Linked DNA regions of Mus musculus: all the other regions are linked to region 2. Evidence: chromatin contacts called from public promoter capture Hi-C data. All regions are on one chromosome and are shown on one strand. Each heading gives the region's core, a stretch centred on a gene start, on an enhancer-like site or on the middle of the called end of the contact. The rest is flanking DNA. Distances are from core to core; before and after follow the strand shown.

Region 1 (5,003 bases), core at 474-2,973, 2.0 Mb before region 2:
ATCCTATAAAGAGCACACACTTTACTGCGCTGCCTACCCTATGAAGGGTGCGTACCTTCCAGTGGTGTCCTATGAAGGGCGCTCACCTTACTGTGCTATCTTCTAAACTGTCTTCCTTCTTAGGTGTGTTTTAAAGAAGCCGTGTTTTCGTTGCTGCCCCGCATGCGGTACGGGCTGTTCTATAACACGCCTCTGGTAAGCATCTAAGACATCCTTACACTTCTTGCGATCACCTGAAGTCCCAGGGCAGGGGTGTTTGCTGGCGTGTGAACTGGTGCTTTTGTTTTAGATCTCTGGCTGTCAGAATACAGGATTATTCAGAGCCTTCTCCCAGCATGTGCTGCATAGGCTGAACATCACTCAAGAGGGACCCAAGGTAATGGATGTGCTATGGGGTCTGAGGTAGGCTTGGGTATTCATCTCTAATGCCACCTTTGTAGATAAACAAGCAAGCCGGAGGCAGTGCTTGCTATGATAACGTTGCTGAATCTGTAGTCCTCTGAATTCAGGAGTCAGTAGCCACCGCAGATAAGCTAAAGGGTACTGTAAGAATATCCTTTATTCTCCTTGTCCGTTGTCTATTTCTTTACCCATGTCTCCCTATTTTCTCCCATTTAACTCATGTAATCCCTGCTAAAAACAATCTACCCCACAAACCAACAAAGAAGTAGTAGTGTAATGAACAGGTTTTATCTTCCATGGCTAAAGTGGAACACTTATATGTATTCATAATCAGCATATAATAACTGCACACATTTCTAGGGTGCAGTGTTATAGTTTGACACATGGCACAGTATAATTATCCAAGCATTTTTGTTACTTCAAGCATCAATCTTGCCTTTGTTGTGGGAGCATTCTAAATTTTTCCTTTTAGCTTTGTTAGAAATAGTATATTATTGTCAAGCCTATTAACACTACAGTGATTTTGACAGCAAACCCCAATTCTCCTATATCCATAATGTGTATCTGATTTCTTTCTTTCCCGTGTCCACTATCTACTGGTCTATAGTATTCTCCAGCATTTAATTGTGGACACCTATGAGATCAGCTCCTTTAGCTTCTGCATCTGACCAAGAGCATGTGCCTGCCTCATGTTAACATAATGTTAATCCATGTCCCTCTATACTGCAATATGACATGTTTTGTCCCATGTACAGTTGAGTATTAATTCATTGAATAGATGTACTTTCTTGTAAAGTAGATATATATTTTTATTTCCTGAGATAATGGATAATGGTTAAGGAGCCAGGCTACTATTCACCCTGTCTCCTTAGTGAGTTTCACCTCTCTGGGAAATTGCATTTGAGATTTGGGTTGTCTTTTTTTTTATTTTTTTTTCTATTGTCTGAGCATATCCAATATTATTCCAACTTTTCATTTTGATTGCAGGATGGCAAAGTTCGAGTTACCATTCTTGCACGCAGCACAGAATACCGGAAAATCCTGAACCAAGACGAGGTTAGTGCTTTGGTATGAACTTTTAATAGTGACTTTGCCTTCCTTGGCTAATGCTCTCTCTCTCTCTCTCTCCCCCCCTCTCTCTCTGCAGTAGAAGTTTTTATTTGAAGCTATTAGTTTCTAGAGATACATAATGGCCTGAGCCTACTGAAAACTGGCTTTTAGCTTCTCCAAACTCCCAACCCATCCAGATGTGCTCTACTGTACATGTTCACCTACATCAGCGCTAATATGGGCAAAACCAAAGCCAAACAAAACTGTGAGTCTTGTCTGGACTGCAACAGAAGGGTAAAAAATTCCCCCTTCAGGCAAACTAGTAACAACATGCAAACACGCCTTTTGAGAGATGATTGGTGTTGCCTGGTATTTCCGTAGCATCTGGCAATACATACATTGAAAGGGGTTCCATCTGCTTGAGTGGATAAATGTCTCAGAAACTGCTCCTGGGCATAATTCATTTCAGCTGCACAAAATCATACATTGCATCCAGCCTCATACTGGGCAGGTAATCATGGGAGCCTTGACAGTGAGACTGTTCTTCACTGTTAGCCCTCTCACAGCAGATGGATGCAAAAGGAGGTTGAGTGTGCCTATGAGCCCAGGCTATCAGGAAAGGGCAGGCCAGGGGATAGCCTCAAACTAGGGGGAAGAAAGTTCAGGGAAAGGCCCAGTGCCAGCACCTGCTATGGTGCAGGCCTGATACTTTCAGAATCCATGGGCAGACGGTACAAACGCTACTCCTAATGGCAAGCCCAAGAGCATGCTGCTTGTCCTTGAAGCAGGATATGGACTCCAAAGGGTATGCACAAGGGCAATGGTGCTTTGACTACATTTTGACCAGTGAACAGAGAATAAGACTCAGATATATATATATATATATATATATATATATATATATATATATATATATATATACACACACACACAAACACACGCACATACACACACACACACACACACAAATATATAGCGCCCAGGCTCACCTTAAGCTCATTATGTAGGTCTGGCTGGTCTAGAACTCCCAGTCCTGCTGCCTCAGCCTCAGGAGTACAACCTGGCTCCCAGGAGGTCTGGTTAAATGATAGTTACTGCAAACTTAGCCTGGTACAATGTTTGTTGAGACACTGCTGTGTGGCTAGAGGCTAGAGAAAGGACATATTCTGGGGCTTGCACGCACTCGTGATTTCTCTGATGGGAGTCTCCCTTGTTAAATGAAGAAGGGTCCTGCTGCCTAATTAGTTCTCTCTTGGGGGGAAATGTGACTGTAGAGAAACACTTCCATCTTGTGACTGCCCGTGTGCTGTCCAGTTGTGCATACATGCGTATGAACTGGGGGTAGCAATTAGACTGCATTCAGTGATTCGGATGCTCTGCTTACGGTTAGAGATGGTGTGGTCAGAAGTTCAGGGTGTTGTTCTCTCCCTTCCTCTCCCCTTCTCTCTCTTTCTTTGCTAGGGATTGAACCAAGTCGAGATCAAGGCATTTTGTAGCCACGGACACTGCTGATGTTGTGTAGGGTTGCCTGGTAGAGATGTAAGCCGTCAATGTCAGGGGCTCTCAGAATCACGGTGCTGCTTTGACAGCTCGCTGTTCCTGCTCTCTTACTTTCTGCCTGCCAGAATCAGAGCCAAAGAGATTTTAGAAATTACAGGGAAATAGACTTCTTTTCTGCCAAAACTTTAATATTTTCACAGGATGGTCCCCAGTGTCCTAGTGGTTTCTTTGAAATGAGACAATGGGTGGAAAGAGCCATGTCAACATAGCGTCAGGAACATTGTGTCCCCTCATTCTCAAAGCACCAGGTGCTCTGAAATGATAAGAAATAGGGTGAGGAAGTCAAGAGATACAGTCGGTCAGCATTTGAATTTAAATAAGGTCTAAAATGATAGACATAAACGATATGTGATGCATGCAAATTTTTATCTGCAAAAAAATTAAGAAACGTTAGGAGTTGGGGAGATGGCTCAGTGGGTCAGGGGGCATGTTGTGAAAGCAAGATGATCTAAGTTCAAATCTCCAGCACTGACTTAGAAGCCAGGCATGGCTGCATGAGTGTATAACCCCAGTATTGGGAACCAGCAACATGCAGATCCTAGGAGCTCATTGGCCAGACAGTCTACCCAAAACAGTGAGCTTCAGGGTCAGTGAGAGAGCCTGACTCAGAATATTAAAAAGAAGGGACTAGAAAAATGGCTCAGTAACAAAGGACCTACTGTGCAGGCATGTGGACCTGAGTCTGGATCCCCACCATGGGGATCAGGAGGTGAGGTGGGCAGCAGGGTGACTCTCCAAAGATCACTGAGCAGCCAGTCTAAGTAAATTGGAGCTTCTGGGTTCAGGGAGAGGCTTTGCCTCAGAAAAGATTAAGAACCATGGAGGAAAGACACCTAGTATTGACGTTGGGCCTCCAAATATATTTACACATGTACATGTCCACACAGCCACACTGACATGTACAACACGTGCACGCACACACACACTACACACATACATACATACCACAAAAAAAAAAAACATCAAAATGTAAAGTGATAGAGAAAGACTCTGATGTCCTCTGGCTTCTGTATACATGAATACTGGTAACTTGCATGCGCATGCATGAGTGTGCATGCACGCACGCGCGCGCGCGCAAATACACACACACACACACACACACACACACACTCTCTCTCTCGCACATGCACACGCACATGCATACACACACAAAACAGATGTGGCTGGCTCCAGGACAAATTTTAATTTAAACAATGGACTTTGGGATTCCTAAAGGAAAGCAGCAAGGAAGGAAGAGTCATTCTGCCTGTTCTCTTTTTCCCAGCTGGTAAATGCACTGAAAACAGTATCCACATTTGAAGTCCGGGTGGTTGATTACAAGTACAGGTAAGCTGGGACCCAGGCAGGTCCTCTCATCCCTAAACTGAACCACTCACTGGTGGGGAGTGGGCATACTGCCCTTTGTAGACCAAGTGGTGACACTCAGTCATTAAACAAGACAGGGATGACAGAGGCCTCAAGTTCAGGGGAGCTGGTGAGCTTTCTGAGGTCTCCTTGTTCTGGTACAATCTAATTGTTCTGGAGAAATAATGAATCCAGATTTTTGTTTGAAATTTCTGAATTTTTAAAAGTTTGCTACTAGTATTAAATTTTAACGTGCGTAAACACATACATACATATCCTCATATATAAGTATATATATATATGTACATATATATATATATATATATATATATATATACACACACATATATGTATATATATCTCCATGGAAAAATATATATACATACACACACACATATATACACATATATATATATGTATGGCTTAATTTACCCTATAGGTAATGGGTTTCAGCTCTGTATTTAATAATAAAATTTGGATTTAAAAAAGAAAAAACTTACAAGGTATTTACATTTCTTTTTAAATTCTGGTGGAACCAAAAGGCTTGGAAAGAGAGCGTGCTGCCAGGCAGTGGTGGTGCACACCTTCAATTCCAGCACTCGGGAGGCACATATCTGGGGGTTCAAGCTCAGTCTGGCCTACAGAGC
Region 2 (4,705 bases), core at 2,163-4,662:
CTCTCCTATATCCCTAAGTAACATCCCTGCAATTTATTGCTCTAATCCAGATAGCCACTTGCCTTGATATTCCTTGACAACTGTACTTTACTTTCTTGAAAAAAATCTCTCTGGGTACATAAAATTAATAAGATTCATATAGGCATCTCTTGTTTAATTAGATCTTGTGCTAACTGGGTTTCTCAGTTTCACCAGAGTCCACACAAGAACTGGGGGAGGCAGAGGGGCAAGATTCTGTTCTTATATGCTAGCTCTGGAAGGAGAAATTGTGACATATTTCCGATCTGACTGTCCTTGTAGCACCCATCCAAGCTTCTAGTCAAATTGCCTTATGGATAATGGACCTTATATTATCATGTCTCAGAAAAAGTTCAAGATACCATTAAGATAGCAAAATGAGTCCTAAGCACAGTAAGTCAGTCTAATAAAATCTGTGACGGCCCAAGGAAAGCTGTATTGTGTGGACAAAGTAGATTTCCCCTCAGAAAGAGCACGGCATTCTTCAAAGGGCTACACTTTTCACCTACACCTTCTAAAAGACTGCTTACTCTTGGGCACTTTGAAAACCCTTCCTTAATAGATATACCTCATTTTCTCAGTTAAGTTCCTGTACTTTACCTATTTATATCTACACAAAAAGTTATGGCAGGGTTAATATGCTTTTTTTTCTAAAGAGTTTAACATTTAACACATCACTGATTCTTTGGAAATTATTTTTAAATTCCCCAATGTCCAACCTTAAGACTGAGCTTCTTAGATGGGTGCAGTGGTGTATGATCGCACTTAGTGGAAGGCTGAAGTGCGGGGGCATCCTCAACAACAGTAAATTCTGAGTAGCCTAGGCATACACTTTTAAGACAGTTTGGTTTTTGTTCTTGTTTTAAGTGAGTATATTTTTGAATCTTCTTTCCCCAACACAGATAGAATACTTGGAGCTTTAAGTAGGACTTACTTGTAAACATCATTACCTTTCCTTAAGGTTTCATTCTAAAGAAACTTTTGTTGTTACTATGCTGAGACAAGGGCTTTTCATACAGCACTGATTGTCCTGAAACTATGTGGACTAGGCTGGCCTCAAACTCAGAGATTCCCCTGCTTCTGGCTCCCCACATGCTGGGATTAAAAGCATGCACTCCCATATCCATTCAATGTATTTATTTATTTACTTTTACTATTCAAAGGGAATATAGTTTTGTTTCATTAAAAAAAAAAACAGAAACTTGAATGGAGACCCACTTGATCCATTTTGTTAAGTGTCACACAATAAGAAGTCTAATTTTAGAATAAAATCTAGTTCTGCCATTTGAATGACTTAGATATCACTCATCTGGATCTTTTCATACACATATGGGCATAACTGTATAAGCACAAGATTATTAGGATTATTGAAGACAATACATATCAAGTAAGCTTCACTCAGAGTTTGGTAAGGAACAAGCGTGCCATATATTCAAATACACACATGACAAGCAGCAGTGGCTTCTAATGCCAAGCCAACCTGTGTTCTGGACATTTCATCTTTTTTCTTTCCAGCTTTCTATCCTGTAATAATTAATACTTGGTTCAATGACCTACCCCAGGCAAGTCTAAACGATTTTCAATATCAAAACTGATGTAACTGTATTTGACCCAGCATTCTGAGAAAGAGGGACCAGAAACTAATGAATGCAACATTACAGTGGGATGGATAAGCACCTTATAAGCACCTCAAAAGATAGAGCAAGAGTGTGGCTGACAAGATAGTCTTCCTATCATTCACGAACCACTTCTGTATGCTGAAGGGCTTTTAGAAGGAAGTACCTGAAACAAAACCGATTCCAATCATCTGTTCTTAGACTAAAAACTTAGTTTTCAGACTTGAGTTCAAATAAAACTTTCACTTTTCAACATTTTATGGCAAAAGGGACAAAAAGAGAGTTTAGAAAGCATGAACTATTTCTGGGAATCTTGGAAAGTAAGACATAAATAACCTGTATTTTATTTCACTACTCTTCACAAAACTCCATGGCATTAAAACAATCTTAAAATCCTAGTTTATTTATAAAGGAGCAAGTTCCTATGTTTTAAACTCAAAAAAAAAAAAAAAAAAAAAAAGTCCTATGTACTAAAAACCGGGGGTGGGGGGTGGGGAAACATCAGAAATATTTAAAATTCTAGATCATTTCAATGATTGATTGAAACACTGTATATCCCCGTTGCCCAGTACAGCAGCCACCAGCCACACTTAGTTGTCTGTGCACGTGACATGTTTTAGTGTCGCCACTGATTTTAATTTTAAAGCATTATAATTTTTTTCAAATGTGGCTGGCAGCATACATAGTATGAATACCTCACAAGTCCACTAACTTAAAATCCAACTATCTAAACTCTGGAATCCCACCTCAAAACAGGGGCTCATTAGTAAGACAAGCAAGACCTGTTACCTACTCTCAGAAAATAAACACCTGGTTTGCCTTTATGTATTTGTCCCAACTCAGTACCACAATCAAGTGGCTAACACTGGGTTGAAAGGGAGTCTTGTACGGATAGTAATATATAAGTTTCTACCGTCGTCATACCTGAAGTAGGGGCTGATTGCAGCAAGAACGTTTCTATGACAGGAAAATGTTTTCCCGTGATCCACTTCCACTACAATGTCTGTCAACTGTCCTTCATCGTACATTGTTTTGAGTTGCTTAAGAATACTGCAAGCATGGAAAGGATCCATGGTATCGTTGGCTGTGTCTGAAGATGGAATCCCATTCGGTGTTGGGGAAGACTTACTTAAATCTAGGAGAAAAATCGCACAACCACAAGAAGTTCGAAGCCAGTTTACGGCATCGTGGGTTTTTTTCCCCCCCACCCCGTACACAAACGTCCGTGTGTGGGCACAGGAGCGCCGACACAGGCTCTAGGAGCCGAGAGCTCAACAAGGGCGAACAAGTTCCCAGGCCGGCGCGCTCCTCCGGAGCCCGGCGAGCCCGGACCGCCGCGCTCGCGGAGGGAGCGTGTGAGGCGAGCCAGCCGAGCCGGCAGCGGCGGCGATGCGCGGGGACTCGGCTCCGGGTCGAGCGCGGGACGGAAGGCTCCCGAGGGCAGCGCGATCGAGGGCGACTGCCAGGGCACCCCTCAACCGCCTCGCGGGCGGCCGGTACCCAGACGCCCCATCTTCGCGGGCGCGCCGCCCACCGCCCTCCTCCCCATTCATCCTCGCCTCCGCGCCCGCCGTCTCTCCATCCTTCCCTCCCGCCTTAAGGCCGCCGCTTCAGGTTGTGGCCGGCGCCCGCGCTCCTGCTTCCCTCCTCCGACACTGCGGGCGGCCGCACCACGCCACCCACCTGCCGACGCGGCCATTACTACAGGGGCCCCGGCTCCGGTTATTTAAAGAGGAAATGTCATTGCGTTTCGCTCGCTCCCGGGTTCCGGCTCTGCTAAGCGTTGCCTAGCCAATGAGGGTGGCTGACCGAGTCGGCTCCTCCCCGAGCCTCAAAATACCTGGCTCTGATTGGTCAGTGCGCGATTACCAGCGCGTCGGGAAATGTAGTTTTAAGGCCCCCGTTCCCGCGTGCTCCTAGTCGGACAGAGGCCCAAGCCGAGCATTTCTATTGGCTAGCTGGGCGGAGGAGCGCCCCGAGCCCGCCAGCCTGTGCCTTGAGATGCACAGCGCCCGCTGGGAAATGTAGTCATCTGGCTGAGGCGAACTGTCACTCTGAGGAGTGAGGTAGGAAAAGCTCTTATTGAGCAAATTTCCCCGGCAAGGGCCTCTCTCCTAGTCTCGACTCCACTTTAAAAATAATTGTCTTCATACCCCAAATTCCCTATCCGTGACTAGATTCTGGTATGAAAACGCGCTCTGCACGAGGGCTATGAAACTCCGAAAAGTTGGAAATGGTCAGGAGGGCTGTTATCCAAAAATACAAAGGATATAAGACAACCCCCCCCCCCCCAACACACACACACACACCATCGATAGGTCTCTGATGAGTCACCTGTAACGCCCACTTGAAATTGCATCCCCTTAGCCACATGCCCCGCTTTTCACAGATCAACTGGGTCTGGTTACATGGCCACTCAGGACCTGAATCCACTTGGCTTGCATTTCTAGCACACCAGGAAACACCTGTCACACCGAAGAGCGCTCGAGTACTCAAGGGAGACTCGGATAATTGATTTCCCCTGGGCTTCTTGAACGTGAAGAGGGCCTCCGGCTTTCCTGTGAAGAGATGCTGGAGAGAGGCTGAGCCTGGCGCTCCTCTGGACCGTGCTCAACCCTGGCTCTTGCACAAGCTCTTCCAGCCCTTGAACCTCTCTTATAACAGCGAGCACTCGGCATTCAGTCTACTTCATAGTTTTTTGCAAGAAAGCAGGGGTTTTATTGTTGACCTATTTTTTTTTCTTCTCCTATTGTGTGTGTGTGTGTGTGTGTGTGTCTGTCTGTCTGTCTGTCTGTCTGAGTCTCTGTGTGTGTGCATTTGTATCTGTGGTTTGGTGTTTTGTTTTGTTTTGTTTTGTTTGCACGAGTGGATGTACATGTTGGGGGGCGGTGCAGGTGCACGTGGAGGCCGGAGATTGGTGTCAGAAATCCTACAACGCTGCTTTTCTACCTTATACAGTGAAGCATGGTCTCTCAATCGAAACCCAGAGATATTAACTCTCTCTCTCTCTCTCTCTCTCTCTCTCTCTCTCTCTCTCTCTCTCTCTCTCTCTCTCGGCATGGCAAGCACTT
Region 3 (4,512 bases), core at 1,181-3,680, 2.1 Mb before region 2:
CAGAGCAGGCAAGGCCTGCGATACTCTCTGCAGAGAAGTCAGGGTCCAAGGACAAATGTATTAAAGTTAGAGGACATAAGACCCTTTGGAACCTCCTTCAACCTTTTCACTACCATTTTTGCCACTCATAGCAACACATCCTACATGTTTCTTTTTATGAAAACCACTTCCTCCTCGCTTTCCTCAGCCTGTGACATTGGCATAGGGCACTCTTCAGCTTGCTAAGATTCTGGGGTGCCCTCGTCTTGTGGCTTTTCCCACTCTCAGGCTCTTCTTTTTTGCTTCATGATCTGGCTTTTCCTGTTTGCCTGATTTGCTTCACCCTCAGGCTCAGCTTTGTCTTCTGGATTTCCTTCTGTGACAACCCCCACTCCCCACTTCGTTCTTTTCAGGTACACATAGATCTTCGAAGAACTAGGACCTGGGTTCAACAGAAGCATCCTCTAGCCACAAGTCTGTCATTAACATGCTCAAAATTGCAATACTGTGGGATAAAGTTACTGGAAGATAACTTGCCATGGATATGAAATTTTTTGTTGTTAAGGAAAAGTCTTATAGCTTAGCTTCTTGCAGTGCAAAACAGATACTCAGGGAGCAGGCAGATAATGTGTTGTACAGAGCTCTTAGAATGAGTTGGCAGATACATGGAAAATTGTGTGAAAATAATTGTCAAAGGAAATTTTAGTTCAGTCATTCTTTGTCACTAGGTGACACCCGTGGAAAAAGGATTAGCACCCTATTAAGAGGTCTAAGGATGGTGCCATTGCCCTTTAAAACAGAATGTACATACTACCAAATGCCAGCTCTGAACCAGAATAGGGCTCTTAAGCCCTTTAGGATGCAACTAACCCTCCCTCCCTCCCTCCCTCCCTCCCTCCCTCCCTCCCTCCCTCCCTCCCTTCCTTAATTAGAATAGAGTCATTGCAGATATAATACAGAGGACCCAATCTGATAAGGTAGGCATCCCTATTAGAAGAGGTGAGAGGGATGTGGGAGGAAGATTAGACAATGGAGTGCTGTACCTGTACCCAGGGAACAAAAGGATTGACTGCAGACTTGAAGCTAGGAGAAGCATGGTGCATTCTCCATGAAGATTTCAGAGGGAGGACAGCTCCAGTGAACAACTTCAGACTTCTGGCTCCAAACCACAAAAGCATTTCTGTCATTTTAAGCCATCCTGTTAGTAGTTCTGGTAGTCCTAGGGAATGTTTTGGGGGATAAAATTACATTTCCCCTTTCCCTTCCGTCCCTCTAAACTTTTTCATAGACCTCTATTGCTCTCTCTCAAATTAAGTCTCTTTTATTAACTGTTAAGTATATAAGTGTGTATACATATGCGTTCTCAAATGCATTAATTAGTACAACCCTCAGTCTGTATGATGATTTCGGGGCTGCTCATTTGGTAGTGTGTAACCTTCCCAGGGGAAGATTTACCCCATTCCTAGCTTCGGCATTCCTTAAGTACCCGTGGTTCTTTGTGTAGGGTAGGAGTCTCTTTTCACAAAGGGCTAATGCTTGAATTAAATTTAGCCTTTAAATGCTGGTAGAAAATTTTTCTTTAGCATTATTAGAACCAAACCAAACAGCTGCTGACTGGACAAGGAAGGCCATCGACTTTAAATTTTCTCCCATGACCAAGTGTGGGAAAGAGAGCATACAAGCTGTATCTTTTAGGCAGTGTGCACAGTATGTACTGATGGGTTAATATTTTATTGCTTGCCAAGTGGCTTAACCCATCCAAACCGCTGTTACAAACTGCCATAAAGTGGCTGGCTCATAGGCTACAGAAACTTGATTTTTACTGTTCTTGTGACTGGGAGGTCCAAGACGAGCACAGCTGATGAGAGCCATCTATTTCTAGTTCATGGCTGGCGTGACCTTGGTATGTTATGCTTGAGAGGGCGTAGGCACCTCTTAATAGGGCATTCATCTCTTTCCCGTGGGTGTCACAGTCATCTCGTGACCCAGAAAGTTCCTTAAAGCCCCACCTCTTAACATAGGAGTGTGCTGATGAACGCCATTCAGATGACAGAATTAGGTTGAGAGGGAGGTGGTTTCATCTGTTAATGTTCCAGGACCTGGGGACCGTGCCCATCAAGTCAGGCATAGACATCCAGGCCAGGCGAGAACTGGCCAACTACTTTTTGAGTACCAAGATTAATAAGTGTGAGGCCTAGCCGCCGGGATTATAGCGAGGCACACGCGGCTCTGGTCGCTCCCGGAGGTCTGGGCCTCGGCGCAGATCGCGTCCCTCAGTTGAGAACGGCCATGAAGCCCAGAGGCGGCTGGTAACTAAGGGCTCCGCTCCGCTCCCGGATGTGGCTTCACGCTACCGCCTCCGTCCTTCCGTCTGGGCGGAACTCGGCTCCCGGATCTGGTGGTTGTGTACGTGGAAGGGCGGCGCATGCGCGGCGGGGCCCGGCTCAGCTGTGCGGAAGGCTCGCAGCGCCGCGCGGCCGCGGGAGGCGGTGGGGCCGGGGCCGCCGCTGAGGCCGCCGGAGCCGGCCGGAGCCGGCGCTGAGGAGGGGCCATGAGCTGGTTCAATGCCTCGCAGTTGTCCAGCTTCGCCAAGCAGGCCCTGTCCCAGGCCCAGAAGTCCATCGACAGGGTCCTGGACATCCAGGAGGAGGAGCCGAGCGCCTGGGCCGAGGCCATCCCGTACGGCGAGCCGGGTAAGCGGGTCCCGGGGTGTCGCGCCTGCCTGCCTGCCTGCTGTCGGACCCCAGTCCCGCACGCCTCGGCCCCGGTGCGGGTCCTGCTGACCTCAGGTGTCAGCTCGAGCTCTGGTCCTGGCCCCAGGCCCCTGACTACAGAGTCAGGAGCACAGCCCCAGATCCCCAATTGCTAGGCGTCTTCCGCCTTGGCGCCCTAGGTCCGAGCCTTGTAAATCCCCAGTCCCGGAGCCCCGCGGGAAGCGTTTAAGGAACACAAAAGACTTTGTTTACAAAAAGTTCACCGTCTCAAAACAACCCGAGTCAGGGATGGTAGACCCCGTGTTCTACAGAGGAGCTAACCGAAACTCAGAATGCATAACTTTCTCCAGGTGAGGCACAGTCTGTACGGGGCAGAGTCCCAAGAGAATTTGTGCTCCAAGAGTTCCCAACTGTAGCCCTTTTTGCAGCACCAGATCTTTCAGATGAACTGAAATTACTCTTTCCAGGATTATTCGGTTGCTTGTGTCTTTACGTCTAAGGGAGTCTGGAGCACTTTTCGTGTGTAGCAACAGACACTGGGGCAAACCTTTGGATGAAAGTTAACTGTGGTTTCTGGTTTTAGATGTACATTGTTGAAAACTCGGGACCTAAGTTGAATCATTGATAACGTAGTTTATGTATGACTGTAGATATATCGTGATCTTATTTCATTCTCTGTGGCACCTTGCTATTGGGAAGCTCGCCTTTTTGTGGTTGGACCCCAGAGCTGGAGTTACTAAACTTAAGATCAGATGTTTCAAATAAAAAGATACTCATTATCCCCCGCCCCGGGCGAAATCTGAGACATGGATAGTGCTGTATAATTTATTTTAGAGGGCAGGTTGTCTGAAATGGAATATGCTTTCTTGAATGCTATTTTCATTGATCATCTGTTGTGTTTTAGATTACAAAACAACATGGGTCTGAAGAATAGGAATAGTTTAAGTGGATGTGTGGTTACTATAATTTTGTACCACATTTTTCAAGAGGCAAAGTTAAACCCTGGTATCCGTGAGGATGCTAATTAGCTACCTCGAAGACCTAATCTTGCCTTAAGCTTTGTTTTCTGGTTTCACACACTGAACAAATAAATGTAAAACTCTGTTCCCAGTTCAGTTTCCCCAACACTCTTCATTCCTCATAGCTGTGGAATCACGTTAAGAGGCAGATTTTATTAAAGGGCTTCTTGAGTTGTTTTTTTTTTTTTTTTCTTCCTCAGGAAGTCTGTGTACCCTTTCCATAAGCTTCTAATTGCAGAGTTTTGGTAATTTTGCTATCTTAAAAAATGTGGAAAAAATAATTTGGGGTTTAAGAGAGGGGAACTTGCAGACTGGTCATTAAGTACATAAAAGTGAATTCATTCACTAGAACTCACTGTTCTCATCAGTTTAATTATGATTTTTGAAAAAGACTGTCTCTATTATCTCAGGTTAAGTTTTGAGCATTGCTGTCTGTTTAGTTTATAATGTTACAAGAATAAAATGAGCGTGTGGCTGGATAGTGCTGTGACTGCATGTGCCTGTTAGTGAAGATTTGAACTGTCTTTGTGAGATGAGCCATGTGCCTGGGATTTCACACTGGCTGTACAGCCTTGATCACTACTTTAAGCATGTATTCCGAGGGGCTAGCATACTTGCTTTGGCCTGGCAAAACCAAGTCTGGTCTTGTACTTGTTCCTGAGACTCTCATAGGTTGGCCCACACTGGTTTTATTCTTTAACGCCCAAAGTTAACCTGGAAACTAATAAAGTGATGCTGTAAGGAAAGAGTCTAACTTTTCCGAGTTACAGGGTGCAGTTCATAAATTCCCTTTGCTCCCA

Evidence for each region. Promoter capture Hi-C pulls out the DNA fragments that hold promoters and counts their contacts.
Region 1: a contact with region 2 is called in a promoter capture Hi-C map of hippocampal neurons, with 14 times the contacts expected there. The contact joins the enhancer-like site here to the promoter of Kbtbd8 in region 2. A contact is called at or near these places in 14 of 39 promoter capture datasets (the 3T3-L1 cell line, 3T3-L1-derived adipocytes, the C10 cell line and 9 more), 11 of 484 Hi-C or Micro-C datasets (the C2C12 cell line, the N1E-115 cell line, cortical neurons and 5 more), 13 of 115 datasets of contacts at active chromatin or transcription factors (astrocytes, embryonic forebrain, embryonic stem cells and 5 more) and 2 of 9 other capture datasets (adipose tissue and embryonic stem cells).
Region 3: a contact with region 2 is called in a promoter capture Hi-C map of pre-B cells, with 12 times the contacts expected there. The contact joins the promoter of Tmf1 here to the promoter of Kbtbd8 in region 2. A contact is called at or near these places in 14 of 39 promoter capture datasets (the 3T3-L1 cell line, the C10 cell line, cranial neural crest and 9 more), 4 of 484 Hi-C or Micro-C datasets (CD4 T cells, CD8 T cells and regulatory T cells), 3 of 115 datasets of contacts at active chromatin or transcription factors (embryonic stem cells and large pre-B cells) and 2 of 9 other capture datasets (adipose tissue and liver).

Annotation. Positions count from the first base shown.
Region 1 is chr6:97,115,336-97,120,338 of GRCm38.p6, reverse strand. It overlaps Eogt (EGF domain-specific O-linked N-acetylglucosamine (GlcNAc) transferase), which reads left to right. Exons shown (of 18, transcript NM_175313.5): 12 at 124-195; 13 at 290-376; 14 at 1,390-1,458; 15 at 4,277-4,338. Among named protein-coding and RNA genes, the nearest start is that of Eogt, 31 kb to the left of the region's middle. Within about 2 kb of position 1,723, at least 4 of the 459 cell types and tissues checked have an H3K27ac peak or open chromatin away from gene starts, as enhancers often do.
Region 2 is chr6:95,116,587-95,121,291 of GRCm38.p6, reverse strand. It overlaps Kbtbd8 (kelch repeat and BTB (POZ) domain containing 8), which reads right to left and starts at 3,412. Exons shown (of 4, transcript NM_001008785.5): 1 at 3,318-3,412; 2 at 2,559-2,769. The coding sequence starts at 3,333. Kbtbd8os (kelch repeat and BTB (POZ) domain containing 8, opposite strand) reads left to right here and starts at 3,661. Exons shown (of 2, transcript NR_153843.1): 1 at 3,661-3,700.
Region 3 is chr6:97,177,042-97,181,553 of GRCm38.p6, reverse strand. It overlaps Tmf1 (TATA element modulatory factor 1), which reads left to right and starts at 2,430. Exons shown (of 17, transcript NM_001081111.2): 1 at 2,430-2,672. The coding sequence starts at 2,531.